Linked DNA regions of Mus musculus: region 1 is linked to region 2. Evidence: chromatin contacts called from public promoter capture Hi-C data. All regions are on one chromosome and are shown on one strand. Each heading gives the region's core, a stretch centred on a gene start, on an enhancer-like site or on the middle of the called end of the contact. The rest is flanking DNA. Distances are from core to core; before and after follow the strand shown.

Evidence for each region. Promoter capture Hi-C pulls out the DNA fragments that hold promoters and counts their contacts.
Region 1: a contact with region 2 is called in a promoter capture Hi-C map of 3T3-L1-derived adipocytes, with 5 times the contacts expected there. The contact joins the promoter of Vwa3a here to the enhancer-like site in region 2. A contact is called at or near these places in 5 of 39 promoter capture datasets (3T3-L1-derived adipocytes, frontonasal cranial neural crest, liver and 2 more), 2 of 115 datasets of contacts at active chromatin or transcription factors (astrocytes and large pre-B cells) and 2 of 9 other capture datasets (adipose tissue and liver).

The regions. Positions count from the first base shown.
Region 1 is chr7:120,738,196-120,740,895 of GRCm38.p6, forward strand. Vwa3a (von Willebrand factor A domain containing 3A) reads left to right here and starts at 1,362. Exons shown (of 34, transcript NM_177697.3): 1 at 1,362-1,748; 2 at 1,834-1,935. The coding sequence starts at 1,916.
Region 2 is chr7:119,719,403-119,722,102 of GRCm38.p6, forward strand. It overlaps Thumpd1 (THUMP domain containing 1), which reads right to left. Exons shown (of 5, transcript NM_145585.3): 2 at 1,109-1,502. The coding sequence starts at 1,339. Among named protein-coding and RNA genes, the nearest start is that of Thumpd1, 2.9 kb to the right of the region's middle. Within about 2 kb of position 1,404, at least 339 of the 459 cell types and tissues checked have an H3K27ac peak or open chromatin away from gene starts, as enhancers often do. A contact at or near this core is called in 3T3-L1-derived adipocytes, adipose tissue, astrocytes and 2 more, where this site is marked.

The sequences.
Region 1 (2,700 bases), core at 112-2,611, 1.0 Mb after region 2:
CTGCCCTCCTCCCGTCCTTTGGCAGCCTCTCTTAGTCAGGAATTTAAAACGCAGTTGACTTCATGCTGCTTCTCCACCTCACAAGGAGCACCTGCTCCGTTTGCAATAAAGGAAAATACAAGTTAATCCCTCCAACATACATCCCATGATGTTACCAGGTGAGAGCTTTTAAAAGAGTGACCAGAGAGGGATGAACAGACCCTACCAGCTCCAAAGAACTAATGGTAAGAAAACAGATACACCTACCCAGGCAGACAGACATACATGCCTTTCATCTCAGTACTCTGAGTTCAAGATTGAGTTCCAGGACAGCCAGGACTACACAAAGAAACCCTGTTTCAAAAAACTAAAACTAAAACCAAAGGAAAGGAAAACAGACATCCCTGTTGTGCTTTGATACTCAACAAGAGCCACACTCTAGAGATCTACAAAAGGTTTGCTGCTGGGTGTGGTGACGTGTGCTTGCAGTCCCTACCCTTGGGTGGCTGAGGCAGGAGTGGCTGCACATCACAAGCCTGACACACAGCTTTCTCCTCTCCCTCTCCTGTGGTCTCCATAAGCCATCCTGGCTTTCCTTGTAGCTCAGGTGGATCCAGAATGTGCTTAGTGGGCTCAATGAAAGAAGGCTTCCCTTGAAATGTTAAAAAGGGAAAACAAAACAAAACACCGAAAACCCTGTGTATCTCAGAAGCAAGGGAGATGGGGAAATGCCTTTCTGGGACCCTTACGTTTCAAAAAACAATGCCAAAAAGTTAACCAGCTTCCACCCCCACCCAACCCTTGTATCTAGGGCCTCACAGAATATAAGCTGGCCTTGAAATTCTGTACCCGTGACCTCCCACCTAGGATTCCCCTCAAGATGGGCACATGTGCTCCTGACCTTCATTCACATCACATCTCATAGCACTGTCATCCTGTCGTCCCCTCAAGCCTTTCTGACCTGCCCCTTGCCCGCCTTGTTGGTGTTGGCAAGAGTGCTACATGCCCTGAATTTGCACAGGGCATTTGCAACCCACAGAGCCTGACAATTACCATTTTCTATTTGGGAAGTTTGGTTGTTTTTGATCTGGCCTGGAATGAGCACCTCAAAGACAAGTCCCCAAGTCACCGGAGTTCCAGCTTCCGGAGCAAAAGGTTCCGGAAATGAAGACCAACTTAAGGGTGTCTGGAATGAGAAGAGCTTAGCCACTTGCTAGCTGGGGGACCCTGGGTGGAGCCCCTCATCTCTGTGTCTGTAGAAAGGTGCCAAGGAGTGTGAAACTGTGTGCCAAGTGCTAGTTACATCACAATCACTTGAGGCCATTGTTAAAGGGTCCTGCTGCACTGCAGCACAATCCCGGGCTACTCTCCTGAATGAGACCAGACCACACAGGTGAGTCCTCTTGAGTCCCTGGGTTTGGGAACTGCTGGAGTGAATGACCTTTGTAGCACCTGGCTGCGGAGACACTGACCTGCTGACTCCAGCTGGGCGTTGGCCTGGTGCTGCCAGATCTCCTAGGGCTGCTTCCCAATCCTCAGGGGAACTGAAGAGGAAGGCTCTTGGGCTTCCCTTGCATTGTTCCTCCATTCCGGCCACAAGAAGGCAGCAGGCAACAGGGCTCCACTGGCCTAAACCATACATAGACCTGGCTGACCCAGAGGTTCTAAAAGTAGAAAAGCAGGTCACATCCTGCCTTTATCAGGAAAAGAAACACAGATTAACCTGACAGAGGGACTTGCAACAGTCAAGGAGCCCCTTTATCCCTGGGGTGAGCAAGCTCTTTGCCTTTCCCTGCCCCAAGCTGGCGTGGTGCAGTCTGTTACCTTGGAGACCAGCTAACACTTATCTCACAGGCAAGCTGCTCTATAGCGTTTGTTTGGAGGAGCTTGGAGCAGAGAGGTCCTGCTGTGCCTTCTCCCAAAGATGGAGATGTAAATGAAGAAATGCAGATGGAGGTGAGTGTCACAAGGGTTGGCAAGTGGGGAGAGAGAATGGTTGAGCATTGGCCAAAAGAGAAAGATTTCTGTACTTGGTGCTGAGGATCTGAAACAGTGTGGAGACAGCAGGACTTCCATAGAGTTTCCACTGTGGGGTAACACGTAGGATTCTGGGGTTTCTTGGCAGACAGGGGGTTAAGGATGTTTGTAGAAGTAAGCACAGCTTGAGGATGGTTAGTGAAGTGTGTGTGTGTGTGTGTGTGTGTGTGTGTGTAGAGGTTTCCAAGGAGCAGAGCGGGTGACGGGTGGGGTTGAGAAGCAAGGAGTTGTTCTGAAAGAATGGTGAGCCTTGGTAACTCTTGGGTCCCAGAGTTACCAGGAACTTGGCAGGGTTCTATGCAAGAGCGATGGCTCACTCTGGTAACATGGACTGCACAGGAGCAGTGGAGTAACTGTAGTTAGATAACAAGGCCTAGGCGCTAGGAAGATGGCTCAGCAGGTAAGAGCACCGGCTGCTCCTCCATGGGACCCAGGCTCAGTTTCCAGGGACCTACTGCCCTCCTCTGGCCTCCTCCAGCACCAGGCACACACGTGATACACATACATATATACATGCAGGTGAGATGCTCAAACATTAAGTACATAAATCTTCTTTAAAAATTAAATCATGCACATAAAAATAAAATTTGAAATCTACAATAACAATAAACAGGCCCTGGGTCAATGAGCTTGCTCAGCAAATAAAGGCATTTGTCATCAACCTGACAACCTTGTTGATTCCTG
Region 2 (2,700 bases), core at 154-2,653:
GTTGACAAATAAATTTCTTTATTAGATTAATAAAATACAACTTCCAAAATGTACATTAAGAAATAAATTCCCCGGGCTGGTGAGATGGCTCAGTGGGTAAGAGCACCCGACTGCTCTTCCGAAGGTCCGAAATTCAAATCCCAGCAACCACATGGTGGCTCACAACCACCCGTAATGAGATCTGATGCCCTCTTCTGGTGTGTCTGAAGACAGCTACAGTGTACTTACATATAATAGATAGATAAATAAATAAATAAATTAATTCCCTGTGTGTGGTATGTGTCATCTGAAAATGCTTTCAGACCCATCTGGATAGTGGCAGGCAGGCAATGTGGCTGTGATAGGATTAGAACCAAATGTATGAGAGAACTAAATAAAATCCCTTACTCCCACTATAAGAAAGAGAGCACACAAAGCAGTGGCCGGTGCTTGCAATCCCTACACCTGGGGAGCTGAGGCCAACCTGAGGTAGCCAGCAAAGTCTTCTGTCAAAAACAAAAGGGGCTCCACAAAAAGGGAACTTGCACGAGGCACCAGCATAGACAGGGTCCTGTCCTACCAAGGTCATTTTCAATCAGGTAATAAAAATAATTGTGTACACTGAAGGAGCCTTTACAAATTCCTATTCTGCCCCCCTCCTCTCTAGTAGTGGGGCCTGCTACACTATCTTTCTCCACACTTCAGAGTGTGCAGGTGTATCCGGGATCTAAGCCAAATAATATTGGGGCTGCCAAACCGCCATAGGATGAGATCTGAAATGTATTTTCAAGGGCACTTGGAAAATAGCATCCCTTTCACTATCTCAGATCTTAGCTTGTAGCAACTTCGCACTGACGCGAGAGGTACACATCCGAACGGGTTTTAGCACACTCCCTGGTCCACAGAAGGCAATCGAGACGTGGGAGTCACTGTCGTTAGTGATGTCAAGAAAGCCTAAAGAGCCAGCCCGGAGGCCCACGCCCACCAGGCACATGACCGCAATAGTAGCCACTTTAGGGGCGGGAAGGTAAGCGGGGTCATTCAAGCACTGTACTGGCGCTTTGAAGCAACTGCCGCCTCCGCACCCCAGAAGAGCCCACGGGCGGCTCGCTCTCCCCAAGGCTCGTACCTTTTCCGGCCCGTACATGTCGTCGCCGTACTCGTTGAGCAGGCTGTAGGCCTCCTCCACGCACTTGCGCTCGTTCATGTTGCAGGTGATGAGGATGCCCTGCAGGCCGGGCTCCAGCTGCCGCGGGCCGCCTGCGTCACCGCGTCGGGCCCGCTTGGCCGGCAGGAACTGGGATTTGCCTTTGCGCTTTCCGGCAACAGGCTGAGGGGACTGCTGGGCGGTGGTCGCCATGCTTCCTACTATCCACGTTCCTTGGCGTCTTCGTCTGCGCGGACGCGGGGTGATTGCGTCACACGTACGCGACAGTTTGCCCAAGCGGTCCTGCACGCCGCCTTCCGGTGGCTCCGGTGCCGCCCAGTCCTCGCATAAAGTGACAACAGCTTCCAAGTGGGCTCTGGACGTAAACGTAGATTTTGAACTCCAGCAGAGTGTAAAACGTGCTCACAAAGAAATGGTTTATTTACCCGTTCATATTTGTTTGTTTTAAAGTTAAGGTTTATCGTGCTAGTCGCTGTTTAAAGAACGGAGGTCGTGCCATCAGCAGAACATGACATTTATTGTCCTTATTAGGTTTCTCAGGAGTCACTGGAGTCTACCATATTACCATGAGGAACAGAAGGGACTCAGTGAAGGCAGACCCTGGCACCGTGAGAGCATTAAACACTAAGTTGTAAAATGTGTCTATATTAATACTAGAGCTACTGTATTCATCTCTTTCTCCTTGCCTCTGTTAGACACGGATGTCCTAACATGTGAGAGTGACCAATTGGTAAGATGTTCTGCATACCCCTGGTTTTGACAGGAACGTTACATTTCTTGCTTCTGAACAAAACGATTGAGACAAAAGCAGTTTTGTTCCAAAAAGATTATCTCATCCACACACACACACAATGTGTGATGGATTGTAGAAGTAACTCAAGAATTTAAAAAAAACCTCTTTCTGGACCAACAAGCCAACTCAGCTGGAAAAAGCATTTGCTCCCAAGTCTGAAGATCCCAGGACCCCACATGGTGAAAAGAGGGAAGCCAACTTGGCAACTGTCCTCTAACAGCCAGGTGTGCTCATATACACACATATACATGGGCTTAAACACTCTGAAACATCCTGGTTTAGGGATGCAGTTTAGCCCCTGTGTCCCTGATCCATCAGTATCACCCTGAGTACATTTTGTCATCTGTTTACATCCTTACTGAGATGGACATTTGAACATGCACTAGGCTCCCAAGTCTGTGCTGTTGTCCCTGACTGGTTGGTTCTTGCTGCCTAATTCAAATAAAGATCATGCTTTGCTGGACCCTTGTGCCTGCTTGGGTGGTTTGGATTTTAGAACCCTAACACACATGACAGTAGGGTTAATTGGAGAAGTGATGTTCCTGATTAGGAAAAGAAAGGCTGATGTCAGTGCCCAGTGGAAAGGTGGCCCAGACAACCCTGGGTTGATGGGAATGCCCGGGAACCATGAAAGGTGCTCTCTTTTGGTTTACCTACAAACTTCATCCAAGTAATAGGGGAGAAGAAAAGATAACCGTTTAAGAAAAATAGGGCCAGGTGTGGTGGCGCACAGCTTTAATCCCAGTACTCGGGAGGCAGA